Linked DNA regions of Canis lupus: region 1 is linked to region 2. Evidence: chromatin contacts called from public Hi-C data. All regions are on one chromosome and are shown on one strand. The core of a region is the stretch at or near the end of the contact, and the rest is flanking DNA. Distances in the headings are between cores, read along the strand shown. Region 1 holds the start of SEPHS2 (selenophosphate synthetase 2). Region 2 holds the start of PRR14 (proline-rich protein 14).

Evidence for each region. Hi-C and Micro-C count contacts between places; a contact is called where the count stands out from the background.
Region 1: a Hi-C map of blood shows a contact between it and region 2, with 1.6 times the contacts expected there. The contact joins the promoter of SEPHS2 here to the promoter of PRR14 in region 2. A contact is called at or near these places in 2 of 9 Hi-C or Micro-C datasets (both in blood).

Annotation. Positions count from the first base shown.
Region 1 is chr6:17,827,270-17,834,462 of UU_Cfam_GSD_1.0, reverse strand. It overlaps SEPHS2 (selenophosphate synthetase 2), which reads right to left and starts at 5,064. Exons shown (of 1, transcript NM_001114736.1): 1 at 2,823-5,064. The coding sequence starts at 4,921. The coding sequence ends at 3,578.
Region 2 is chr6:17,675,966-17,682,817 of UU_Cfam_GSD_1.0, reverse strand. PRR14 (proline-rich protein 14) reads left to right here and starts at 2,541. Exons shown (of 13, transcript XM_038539800.1): 1 at 2,541-2,722; 2 at 3,258-3,443; 3 at 4,241-4,312; 4 at 4,437-4,605; 5 at 5,220-5,341; 6 at 5,414-5,600; 7 at 5,833-5,876; 8 at 6,078-6,187; 9 at 6,494-6,852. The coding sequence starts at 4,290.

The DNA of each region.
Region 1 (7,193 bases), core at 3,815-6,314, 150 kb before region 2:
CTTACATACTAGCAGAAAGAGTCATTTATAAAGTAAACTAACCATTCTCAAGATAATTACAGATTAGGGTAAGACCTATGAAGCCAATAAATGAGGTGATAAGTTGGAGAGTAGGGTTGATGAGTTGGTGAGTAGTGGGGAAAGTAGTTGGCTGATGTCAGACAAGCCTTTTATGAGGTTTTATTTGAGCTGAGATAGGACTGAGGGTGAGCCTGCCCAGTAGAGAACATGAAGTGAGATTCCAGACAGAGGGATCTGCAAGTACAAAGGATCTCTATTTGGATCACCACCGGAAGGCTAATGGGCTAGAGTTTAGTGAGAGAGGAAGGGCAAGTGCCATGAAATGAGGTTGGAGAGAAGTAGCAGGATTGTATGGAAAGCTATTTAAGAGCTTGGAATAGGAGAAAAGCTGAGTTTTTAAAATTGATTGATTGGGGCACCTGGGTGGCTCAGTGGGTTGAGTGTCTCCCTTTGGCTGAGGTCATAGTCCCAGGGTCCTGGGATTGAGCTCCTCGCATCGGGCTCCTTGCTCAGCTGGGAGTCAGCTTCTCCCTCTCCCCCTGCCCCTCCCCCTGCTTGTGCTCTTTCACTTTCTTTCAAATGGATAAAATCTTAAATAAAATTGATTATTGGAGCTAGATAGTATTTACAATTCTGTAAATATTCATTGTCAAATATTATGTATGATTACATTTCATTCATCACACAGGTTTTATTTTTTATTGGAGTTGATTACTGGCTCATTTTTTTCATGTGCTGGCTTTCTATATAATTTTCACTAATTCTTTTTACATCTTCCATTAACCTTCCAGTATAATTTTTCACAAAATCAACTGTACGAGTACTCGGTCCATTTTCCTCTTCCTGGAAGCCTTCAGGCTCCTATCTTCTAGTGTCCTGCCTGTTCCAGGCTGATTGCTCTCTAGGCTTTCTGGAGAACCATTACCTTAAGACCTCCCTTCACCTTGTGCTTGCATGGGTTTCCTAAACCTTGTTTTTCTTTCCCAGTTTGCCACCTTATTTTTCTAGAGCACATCTTCCAGTAGTTTCTTGAGAAAGAATGCATAGGATGAAACCACTTTGATACTTTGAAAAATGTTGCTAGGTATAGAATTATACAGAGAAAATAATTTACTCTCAGGATTTCAAAGGTGTTACTTCATTGTCTTCCAGTTTCCAATTCCCTGTTGAGAAGTCTGATATCATTCTTATTGCCAGACCTTTCTACATGTTCTTCCCCTCACCCCAGAAAGTTTGAGGAGAGTATGATTAGAAGCCTAGACTCTGGGGGCATCTGGCTGGCTCAGTTAGTGTGGAGCATGCAACTCTTGATCGCGGCATTGTAAATTTGAGCCCCACATTGGGTGTAGAGATTACTTAAAAATAAAATCTTAAAAAAAAAAAAAAGAATGGACTCTGGATTCACTCTGCCTAGCAGATGTCCTGTGCAACTTTGAACAAATTTCTTAATCTCTTTGCACCTCAGCTTCCTGATTTGCAAAATGGGGTTGTTGGCAGCTTAAATGAATTTATATAAAACACTTCTCTTTATCACAGCCATTTTAAAATGTAATAAAATTAGTGTAGGTCATTTCTCATTCACTATGCTGGGAAGTCAAGAGATGTGACAGAGATTTATAGTACTTTTTAAATTTTAGAAAACTTTCTTATAGTTTCACGTATTTTTTTCTTCCATTTACTTTATTATCTTTTTGGAATTCCTCCTACATGTTGAACCTCCTGGCTCACCTCTAATTTTCATACATTTGTTTTCTTCTATTGTGCATCTTTTTGTTGTTCTACCTTCTGATTTCCTCAACTTTATCTTCTAAATATTCTATTTAAAAATGTTAGCTATATTTTACATTCTAAATGCTTTGTTCTCTTTTTATGAACCCTTGATCTTCTTTACCTCTGCTTTTTTTTTTTTTTTTTCCTTCTTCTGCTCTTGGTATTGTCTTTTTACCGAGTTTTTAGTTTTCTTTGACTTTTTTTTTTAAAAGAGGCTTGCCTCAAATGTCTGGTGATCCTTGACTGCTTCTGTTTAAGAATGACGCATTGAGTTGCTTGAGTTAAACTTTTCAACTGGGAGGCTTCCTGGTAGAGATTTTCACAGGGGGCTCCCTAAATGTTTATAGGTCTTTTTTCTGGGCATTCTTTTTCTCCAGAGGAGCAAAGGTGGTATAAGCTTCCTGGACAGTGTTTTTAATAGCTAAGGTGAGGAAGGGGATTGGGGTAGTCTTGTTTTTCAGCCCTTATTATTTTTGGTCAGGCCCCTTGTGTGGTGTCCCCAGCTTTGCAGTATTTTTAAAATTCGTCTCCCAGAAAGTAAACCTCTCCTTACCTACAAAGGTGAGATGCAGTCATCTAAGTGACATGGGGGAGAGGTTTGTGAACTTCAAAGATCTAATTATAATTACTCTGTATATAAACTTTCAGTGTCTTTATCCCCACCCTGACCCCTTAGTACCTCCAGAGCATATCTCCTTGCTTCCTGTTCATATTTCCCAACTCTGAAGGCATTTACTTTGGCTTCCTCTATTATGCTAAGTCAGTTACTCTTCTTCCACCTACTTTGAATCTTCCAAGAAGTATTGATTCCTCTCCCACCCTGTAGTCCTTGGGGTTAATGCTTGTTTTGGGTACTTTGCTATCAACTCAGGGGAACGGTGCAAACGTAAATCTAGGTGTTAAATCCTCTGGTCCTGAATCAGGGAAAACATTCTCACTCTCCACTTGCCAGACTGTAAGTGTGTCAATTGATTCATTTTATAAGACTGTAAAAAGTTCAGAATTCCAAGAATCCAAACATTAGGCAGAAGAGTTTTTCCACAAAGTCCTTTTTATTTATTTCACTAGAAATTACTCTTTATTGATTAAATCACCAGGAATTTTCAGCACAAGATTGAACATCTTAATAACCACTGAGGTTTGGGCTCTGGGGCTTACTCTGCCTCTCCCAGTCCTAAAAGGGGTTTAGAGGGAGAAACGTCATTAACAGAGACCAAATCAGATGGTTGCAGGTCCTCCTTTCCCAGTCATTGGACAAGCTGCTCAATTCTTGTCCAGAGCAGGAAAGAGCCAGTACTTGAGAAAAATCTAATAAAGAATTTGACAATACAATATAAGATCTCTCTTAACAATTTAGATTTATCAACAGCATTGGTCCAAACTTATTTGCTTCTGATCTAAATCATTTTGCAATTTACCTCTTTTGGTGTGTATGTAATTTTAATACATAACCTAACTCCCTGTGCAGACATGAATCAACCCAGTGCCAAGAAAAATCCCTCAAACTAGAATAGAATAGCCTCATCCTGCTCTTGGAAAGAACAGAGGTTTTTCTGCTCCTCTTCCACATACAAGATGAACAAATCTCCCCCTGAAGTCCCAAATGTTACTTCTGGCCTTGGAATGTGCAGCTTGTGATGGGCTGATTCAAATCACCTCGAAAGGGCAGCTGGAACTACTATGCAGGCAGCCTTCTTTGGAAATTTCTTCTTAAAATAACGTTTTGAGAATCATTCATGATTGCGTACAAAGGCTCTAAGGTCCAAACAACTTCTGCTATTCCATCTCACGAGCTAGGCTCAGAGGAGGCATTGGAATTGTCAGGAGCAAGAGCAGTAGCAGTGGCCCCACGAGGTAGGACCTCAATAACTCGAGGCTTGTCAATAATCCGGGCTGTCCGGTTTCCCTTTTCCACAATACCGACGATCCATGCCTGGTGACCCTCTCCATACTTGGAAGATTTTATTTCAGAACAAAAGCGAGCTGCCTGTTCTCTTGGCAGACAAATCAGCAATCCACCAGAAGTTTCCGCTGAGGTTCCTTGAAGGAGCCCAAAGCGCCCACTGGCCTTGCTGATGGCAGCCATCTTGGCGATGATTGGCAGATTATGAATAACAAAGGACACCTCGTTTCTTTGTTGTTTTGCAAGGTTCTGAGAGTGTCCCAGAATGCCAAAACCGGTGATATCTGTGGCTGCATGTGCATTAAACGTGTGCATTAATCCAGCAGCAGTTCTGTTCAGGGTAGCCATATTGAACATGGCTTCCTGATAAGCCAGCTCTACCTCTTCCCTGGAGACCACCATATTTATTTTATTCCATCTCTCAGGGTTATCTAGCCATTGGTGGGCATTAACAGCAACTTGGGTTCCTAGGGGTTTGGTTAACACGAGCACATCCCCAACAACGGCGCTGTCAGGCATGATGAATTCATTTGGCTGACATACCACAGTGGCAACCCCACCGACAATAATCCAAGGGTTTACCACTGTCTGTCCGCCAGTCACTGCAGTCCCTCCTTCCTCAGCAGCGTCGCGAAAGCCTTTGATCATAAGGGGTGTTATCTTCTCTCGTTCCTCCTCAGTCATACTCTGGCTAACGCTGAGTAACATCAACATGTTGTCACATTCAGTAATGCCCATGGCATAGAGGTCACTCAGCACGTTGGCACACGCTATGCGCCCCATCATGTAGGGATCTTCCACCAAGGGGTAAAAGAAGTCCGTGGTCTGCACCAGGGACAGGCCCCCGTGCCTCAGGGGGATGACGCAGGAGTCCATCCCGATGCCCAGGGCTGGAAAGGTGGGGTTGGGATCCGCCCCGGCCGGCACGCCGCCTTCCTGGGCCGCCTCTTCATGGCTTCCGACCAGGCCCAGGCCCAGAGGGGGCCGCACTTCTGGCCGCGTCAGTCCCGCCAGGAGTTTGAGCAGCGTCTCCTGGGGGACCTTGCAGCCTCAGCCCTTCATGCCGGAGAAGCCCGTCAGCCGCCAGCTGGGGCTGAGGCCCAGCGCCTGGGGCTCGAAGGGCCGGTAGCTCGAGAAGCCCCGGCCCAGAGACAAGCCCGCGGAGCCCGAGCCTTCCGCCGCCGCCGCCACCTCGCCGCCGGCGCCCGTCGCCGCGGCTTCCGCCATCGCGCCTGCCCCGCAGGGAGGGAAGAGGAGAGAGGAGGGGAGCGCCCTTGTATCTTCTACTCCAGTTACTACGGACTAACAGATATTACCGCAGAGATTCTCCCCGGCACGACTCGCGCCACCGGACTCACGCCACCCCGCGCGCTCCTGGCCTTCCTGAGGGAGGAGCTGCCGGCCTCCCCCTACTTATAGCCCCGCTGATTGACAGCCGTGCTAGCCAATGACGACTCCGCTACCGAGAGGCGGGCTTCCTTTGGTCTAAAAGCTAAATTACAAATCAACCAGCAGCTTGCGAAATTGGTCGGGGAGAGATTACCCGCAAGTGCTTGGGTTCGCTCCCCTAGATGTAATTTAAACGATCTCTTGGGAGTGGCTGGCGGAATCTGCTCCCCTAGAGGCAGTTTACCAAGGGCAGTTTCGAATATAAAGAAGATCGGTCGCTTGGCAGATCTCCCGTAGGGCAGAATTGTCCACGGGTCGTTTGACTGCGCTCGTGACCAGTCCAGGAGAGAAAAAGAGCCCAGGGAAAAATTCGGAAAGAATAATGAGAAGTTAGGGATCCCTGGGTGGCGCAGCGGTTTGGCGCCTGCCTTTGACCCAGGGCGGGATCCTGGAGATCCCATGTCGGGCTCTCGGTGCATGGAGCCTGCTTCTCCCTCTGCCTATGTCTCTGCCTCTCTCTCTGTGTGACTATCATAAATAAAATAAAATAAAATAAAATAAAAAAAGAAATCTCAGAATAATGAGAAATTAGATATTAAGTTACTACCATCAAGCAAGCAAAGCTTAGCATCAAAATAATGAAATGTTAAAATGGATTTGAAGGAATTTTAAAACTCGGGCTGGCTCGCTCTGTCGGAAGAGCATGCGACTCTAGATCTCAGGGTCGTGACTTCCAGCCCTACACTGGGGGTAGAGATTACGTTTTAAAAATATGATCCTAAAGTCTTTTAAGACTCTTGCGTCTACCACTAACTGCCCGTGTGAGTCACTTTCCTCCCCCCTCCCCCTCCCCCCGCAGCAGTTCACTCATCTGGACAACAAAGTGGCTTACCTTGTTTTGTTCTAAAATTTCTTTTTTAAAAAATATTTTATTTTATTTATTCATAAGAGACACACACGCAGAAGCAGAGACATAGGCAGAGGGAGAAGCAGGCTCCATGCAGGGAGACCCATGTGGGACTGGATCCCAGGATACCAGGACCCAATCTGAGTTGAAGGCAGACGCCCAACCGCTAAGCCACCCAAGCTCAGAAATTCTAAAATTTCTGTATCTCTTTAAATTAGTATATATAAGAATCTGTGATGGATCCATTATGAACAATTTGCCAATATCTATTAAGATTATAACTACAGGGCAGCCCGGGTAGCTCAGCGGTTTAGCGCCACCTTCAGCTCAGGGCCTGATCCTGGAGACCCGAGATCGAGTCCCACGTTGGGCTCCCTGCAGAGAGCCTGCTTCTCCCTCTGCCTGTGTCTCTGCCTCTCTGTCTCTCTGCCTCTCATGAATAAATAAATAAAATCTTTTTTTTTTTTTTTTAATTAGAAAGTAAGGGGATCCCTGGTGGCTCAGCGGTTTGGCACCTGCCTTTGGCCCAGGGCGCGATCCTGGAGTCCCGGGATCTAGTCCCGCGTCGGGTTCCCTGCATGGAGCCTGCTTCTCCCTCTGCCTGTGTCTCTGCCTCTGTGTGTGTGTGTGTGTGTGTGTGTGTGTCTATCATAAATAAATCTTTAAAAAAATCCTATTAAAATTTTTTAAATAAATAAATAAATAAAAACTGCACATAATACCTTTGACTCAGCAGTTCCAATTCTAGGATTTTACACTACAGATGTACTCACCAGCTATGTGTAGGAAATGATAGGTTTGTCTTGTTTTGTTTTGTTTTTCTGTGTTGTTTGTAATATCAACATGCTGGAAACAACTTAAATGTTTTATCAATTATGATTAAAATAAATTGTGGTATAATTATGTAATAGACTACCCAAGCAACTTTAAAACAGAATGAGAAAACACTGATGTAATTATATTGATAATAGTTACAATTCTAAGAAGCACAGTTCTAAATGCTTTAGTATATTAACTTAGTTCTTTTTTTATATTACCTTAGTTCTTATAAAAACCTTTGAGTTAAGATTCTTTCCACATCTTGCAGATAAAGAATATAATGCAGAGAGATTAAATGACCCACTCAAGGTCATACCCAGTTTATTTATTTTTATTTTTATTTTTATTTTTATTTTTATTTTTATTTTTTTCACACCCAGTTTA
Region 2 (6,852 bases), core at 1,292-3,791:
TGGGTGCTCTCCATTTGCTTCAGATCATGATCCCGGGGTCCTGAGATTGAGTTCTGCATTGGGCTCCCTGCTCCACAGGGAGCCTGCTTCTCCCTCTCCCTCTGTTTCTCCCCCTGCTTGTGTATTCACACTCTCTCTCAAATAAAGATTTTATATATAGATAGATTCTACTACTTCCCCAAATTTCTCCCCTCCTCCAACATCCTCACCATAAGCCCTATCACTTTACTCTTCAGTTCTTCTAACCTTGACTCCTTCCTATCATCTCTCCATCAAAAAAAAAAAATTAAAAAAAAAATTTTTAAAGGATGCAAGTACAGAACTGGTGGAGGTGGCTCTAACTGGGGAAGCAGAGTTAGATCAGAGGCAGAACCAGCTTTCTCAGACCAATACAAATTCTAGCAACTCACAGCAGCTAACCAGACTGGAAAGCCCCCAGAGGTGGATCTTGAAAGCTCCTCACCTGGGGAATTAAATTGGTCAGGAATTGCTGACACCTGACTGACAAAAATCCTTTAAGGGGGAGCGGGCTGAAGCTGTGGGAAGTAGCAGAGCCGGTGGCAATTTTGTGAGCAGGGAGGTAAACTCCAACCTCCCCGAGATAAGCACCTGTCTATCCCCAGGCATAGCATGTAGGTGTTGAAATCTTGTTAAATAGTTGATGCCAACCAGAACAGCAACCCAAACTCAAAGCTTCCTGTCATTTTTCAGAGGTGGTTCTTAGCAAAGGTGCAGTAGCTGACCATCCCACCCCTCCCAATACCCTGAAGCCACAACCCACCTCACCGTGGCTGATCTGGAGCTCAGCCTAGAGGCTTCTGCAGACAAAAGTACTGAGCAGAGCTGGCCCAAGGGCCAGAAGGGATAGGGTACTGAGAGAAAGAAGAGGTAGTTTTGTCATTTGAATTTTACCTGTGGCCTGAGAATTTACCAGGCACATTCAGATGTGTCTTCTCATTTGATCTTGATCTTTCAAGTCTATTTTGAAATAGACATGACAAAGTTTATTGTTCCCATTTTACAAGCTAGGCCACTGAGGCCAGGAATGGTTAAGCAGATGGGAGGCCCAGGTCTAAAGCGGCCCAGAGTTTCTGGAGAATGATACATCCATGTGGCAACTTCCAGCCACATCACCTGCCCCACTGGGAGCTATGTGGGACCTCTTGCCACTGGATCAGCATACATTGGCCATGCCCTAGAGTGTGTACACAGGTGGTAGGTAAGGTAAGAGTTGTTGAAATGGTAGTCACAAAGAAGGCAGAGGTGAGACCATAAGGCTATTAGGCTCAACATTGTGGCCTGGGCTTAGAGCGAAGACATCACAGTCTACATTAGACTCCAATTTGATGAAATCAAATTCATCACCCCACCTTAGGGTCTTAGGGCTACGCCTTCCCTACTAGATTCTCAGGCCCAGGCCCTGGCCCTTTGCTTAGGCTACATCCTTTGTCCTTGGTATTGACTTCTTCAGGAGACCCAGGGAATCAAAACTCTGATTAGGCATGTTCTGCTCTTGGGAGCTTTTCTTGCCCTGTGAGGCTTGAGAGGCACCTGTTCAAACAGGAAAGTGAGGGCAGCCCTGGTGGTCCAGCAGTTTAGTGCTGCCTTCAGCCCAGGGTGTGATCCTGTAGACCTGGAATCGAGTCCCACATCGGGCTCCCTGCATGGAGCCGGCTTCTCCCTCTGCCTGTCTCTGCCTCTCTGTGTGTGTGTGTCTGTCATGAATAAATGAATAAAATCTTAAAAAAAAAAAAAAAACCAACAACAGGGAAGTGAGAGCCTACAGAGGGGCTCTCAGCTTATCAAGATTGAGAAGGTTCTCCAAGCACTCACAGCTGGATGCATCTCTGTACCCCTAAGGAACATCTTCAAGCCCCATAAAGCCAGCAGGAATCCAAGGGAGAGAGGACACTTCTAGCTGGAAGAGCTGCCACCTACTCTCATCAGAAGTCTTATCATGGATTTCCAGAGGACCCAGCAGGCCTTAGGAAGAGAGTTGGCTGTAATCCTGAGAGAGCTATCTGGATGAATCCTTGCTTCAGAGTTGGGGAGTCTTCATTTTCCACACCACCTTGCTGATTCTTTTTCTTTCTTTTTTTAAAGAAAGAGAGACACACACAGAGAGGCAGAGACACAGCAGAGGGAGATGCAAGCTCCATGCAGGAAGTCGGATGCGGGACTCCATCCGCGAACCCCAGAATAACGCCATAGGCCGAATGCAGGCGCCAAACCACTGAGCCACCCAGGGATTCTGGGTGAGCCACCCCTGATTCTGCTCTTTCTATATCATCCTCTCTGTGTCATTTTTATCACTAAGTCCCAGAAGAGAGAATTATACTGGCTGGGTACTCGGCACCCTCATCCCACAGACCCAGGATTCTAGGCTTCAGGCTTTCCTGTTCCACCAAGAAAGTAAGTACAGGGAATTCTGGGATAGGAGAATTCTGGGTATTAGTGGAAGCACAGCCTCTGGTTCGGCGGTGAAGGTGCCTTCACCGTGCAAGAAGCTACTACATCCCCACTTCCTCGCCACCAGTAGTCTGGCTCCAGGTAAAGGTTGCATGATACAGCCTCTCAAGCAGCTCGATTCCATCCCCGATCCCTTACTACTAAGGACTAGTAGTAGTAGTAGTACTGTTACTAAGGACTATTTCCCTTGACACTGGCTTCGTGGGAACCTGGAACAGAGAGGAAGGCGCTGGACACCACCGAGCACGCCAAGGTGGTTATTGATCCCCTGCGATGTCGCCCCTATACTGAGCCCTCGGCGCGGGCCGCACAAACCCCCACACCTCCGGGAAGGTCAATGTCCCCAGCCTCTTCCCAATTTCGGCTCCGCTCAGTCTCTTCGGTACATCGCTCAAACCCTGGAGCCGGAGGCGGCACTATCCCTAGTCTCAGGTTCTTAGTCCCTCCCCCCACATCTCAGCGCCTTGGGGGGACTCGAGGATTCCCGGAGGGTAGCAGAATCGCTCTCAGTGAGGCCTCTCTAGGAAATTGGGAATTTCACATGTCGTTAGTATTCAGCTCACGTTTATTAACCTAAGAACCAAAGAACCGGAAGATGCCCTTAAAAAACGTGGCGGCACTCTATTCACTACAGCTGCCTCAGTAGCTCAAGAAACTTGGTCTAGTCTTCGGCCACTGACTGGCCTTCAGAAAATGACACCATCCGGTCCACTTCGGTTCATCGAGGACAGAGCTACCTGCCCTCAGCTATAATGGCAGCGCTGCCCAATTTGGCTTCTTGCCCCTAGGGAAGATGGCTGCCAGGTGGCTTCACTTAGTTTCTCACCACTCCGGAAGACGGGGACCGGCGATTGGGCGGTGCCCGAGGGCTGCGAGAAGAAGGCCCTCGGCGGTTGGGCAGTGCTGGCTAAGGCTGGTTTTAAAGGAGCCGGAGGTGGGAGCCGTCGAAGACCCGGGATCCGCGGGAGGCGGCGGTGAGCGGCGCGCGGAGGAGGGCACCGAGCGGCTGGAGAGAGGGCGGGAGGAGGGAGGGAAGGAAACATTTGAACCATCTGGTCCTGGGCTGGGGAGAGCGCTGGGTGGGGAGCCGGGGAGGGGGGAAGGAGAGGGTCTGTGGGCGGGACCTCCCCGGATTGGAGTGAAGGGGGTATCTGCTTGACAGTGGATCCCTGGGGATCCGGACCGAGTTCGTGATGCTCAGGCTCGGGCTGCCCCTGTCTGAGTGGAGCTTTGCGGAGCCCAAACTCACAGGGAGAGGAAGATCCTCGCGGCGTCTGATTGGAGCAACCGGGCTGTAGGATTCTTTCCGCAGGGATCCAGTCTAAGGGATCCGTGGGGCGGGGGGCACCGTCAGTGTGTGGGAGTATTGCTTCGGAGTTCTTGGCCACTCGCTGGCCGTGGATGAGGATTGCAGAGGGACCCGGCGGAAAGTGAGCCTCTCAGGACCGGGATCCCAGCTGATCCTGGGGGATCTCAGGGCGGATTCTGCGGGGACAAAGGCCCCAGAAGCTCGGGCCGTGGGAGAACCGGGGCCACTGCAAGCCAGGTTCTCCTGGCAAGTGCCAGTCCGGGTGCGCGGGTGATCCACTAATCTCGGGCGACGGCAGCGGGAAGACACCCGCTCCAGGCGGCCAGCCGGGGGCGCCCTTTCACTCCCTAGGGCTCTGGCCCATGGGCTACCCGGAGCGGCGGGCTGACCATTGAAGGGCGGAGCCCCTGGGGAGGGACTGGCCCTCACTCCCCGCTCCCCCGCTCCCCCTCCCCATCCCAGGCTGCAGCCTGGGATCCCCCAGGGACTCCCCGGAGCCGCCGCTTTCCCCATGGACTTGCCCGGGGACTCGAGGTGAGAGCGCACCCCGCCCGCCTGTCTTGAGCACGGGAAACGGGGAGCCTGGCGGCCGTACCGGGGAAACCACAGAGCCAACGACAGTCTCAGGCGACCGTCCTCTGCTTCTCTCATCCTCCAGCCCACCTGGCCGGCCACGTCTGTGCCGCCAGCCCCTGGCTCGAGTACTATGGGGAGCCAGGAGCCCCAAACGGCCGAGACTGCAGTCTCTGGCGGCCCCTTCACCTTTGGAAAAGGCCTCTCGGAGGGTCCTGGCTGTGGTGCTGGAAGATGTTATGACTGCCCACATGGTGAGCCCCTTGAACTGAGAGGCCTCCTTCCTCCCTCTGGTCCCCTCTTCAGTATCAAAGTCAGACCAGATCACTAATGAGGATAGTTGAGATCCAGATACCTCATTCTCACACCCATTGCTCAGGCAGCCTCCCTAATGCTAGAGTTCTATTTGGCTCTTGCTGAATCTACCTATATTTGGACAGGGTCTCTAGTGCCCATTCCCCGCCATCAACCGTGTTGGGCATAGAACCACATGGCTACAACTCTCTAAGTATGAGAAACCCTTGCTTTCTTCCCCAGCCCAACTTCCAAGCTATTCTTGGGAAGCAGGCTGAGGTCTTTAGCTCCATTGCACAGGTTAGGAAAACAGGCCCAAAATAGGGCAGTGACTCACCTAAGGTCACTCCTTTTCATTTCTCCAAACAGCCTGGGTGAGATTACTGCAGCTCAGGACACTATAATATCTGGCCCTGGAACTGATTCCGTTCAACTCATTTCTTTGGGTTCTTAAGTGAATTCTAGCCACAATCTCTATCACTTTTGTGGCATACGGCACTGTTAGGTTCAGTGAGGTCCTGTCCTGTCCCATCTCATTTCATCACCTTGCTCTTGACACTTCCTTCTCAATTAGGTTCCCCTGGTGCCCCAAGAAGAGACTACCACCCTACGGCACCGCAGCAACCAGCGGGATTCTATCCAAAGCCAGCCACCTGCTTCACCACCCCAACAGGCCACATGGTCCTCACAGACCAGGTGAGTATGGCAGGTTGAAGGGTAAACTAGGGGCATAACTGAGCCCCTCTGATCTTTCTGTTTTCTCTCTAGGTCTCCTGACCCACTGCACTTATGTCGAGAGCCCTTGAGCCGCATCCACCGGCCTTCTACTCTGAAGCGGCGATCAAGGACAACCCATGGCCCAGAGGAGGGCCCTTCAGAAAAGGAGGACTGGGTCCCCCAGCCCACTCTGGTGGTGATGCTAGAAGACATTGCTAGCCCAAGACCCCTGGCTGAGGTATGAGAATTTTGGGGTAAGGATGTCAGGGGTTCAGCTGGGGTAGATTTTGCTCAGAGCAAGGAGAACAGCATTTTAGATGGAAGACACTGAGGAAAGACCTGTAGGAAAAAGTCTTGGGTGTGAATGCTGGCAGGGTTCTGGAGACTTGAGAGGGTCAGAACGTGAGGAGCTAAAAAGGCCAAAGGGGGCTTCCCTGCCTCCCCCCAAAACATCCTTTGTTTACATCCAGGGCTTTGCTGACAAGACTCCCAACTTCATCATCCCAGCGAGAAGGTGAGAGGGCTGGGGAAGGGATTATCAAAATGTCCAGACAGCAACTGTTATCCCAGGAGCTAAAGCTAAAGGCATCAGAATTTACCTGTCGGATCCTTCCTTATAACACCTTCAGAAGCTTTCAGGGAAGAGGAGGTGCTGGCTCAGGTGGGATCTGGACCTGAAACCTCCCTGAGCCTTTATTTTGCCCCTTTACCCCAGAGCCGAGTCCATGACGATTGTTCACCAGTCAGTGCCTCCGTCCAGGGACCTGGATCCCCCATTCCAGCCATCTGCCCTGCCTGAAGGCCCTCCGGAGAGCCCACCACCAGGTAAGGACTCAGAGGGATAAGATTTAGGGCCCTGGAAAATCCTGGCTGAGCTTAAAAGTATCAGGGGCAGAGGCGGGGGTGGGGCTTAACTCCCCCCCCCCCCCATGGGAGCTTGGTGTGTGAAGTTGGGGTGTAGACTTCAGAGGCCTGATGTTCAATTCCTAAATTTAGGGCTTAGTATTTTAGGTGTGGGTTTATACTTCTGTGGGCAAAGGTTAGTGTCTGGGGGAGGGGCTGAGTCCACTGAAGTAGGGCTTAGACACTTGCAGCCAAGGAATGCCCACCTGAGCCTCTCCTTTTCCTCAGCCCCAGATCCTGTACTGGAGCCCCCATCGATCCCACCGCCGTCCAGCCTTTTACGCCCCCGCCTCAGTCCCTGGGGCTTGGCCCCCCTCTTCCGTTCTGTCCGCTCCAAGCTGGAGAGCTTTGCTGACATCTTCCTCACGCCCAACAAAGCCCCACGGCCCCCACCCCCATCACCCCCCATGAAGTTGGAGTTGAAGATTGCCATCTCAGAGGCTGAGCAGTCTGGGGCCACTGAGGACACTGCGTCTGTCAGTCCCCGGCCCCCTATCCACCAGTGGCGGGCCCAAGACCACAGTCCCCCAGCACCTCTCTCTAAGCCCTCTCTGGGCCGAAGCCACTCCTGCCCTGATCTGGGGCCC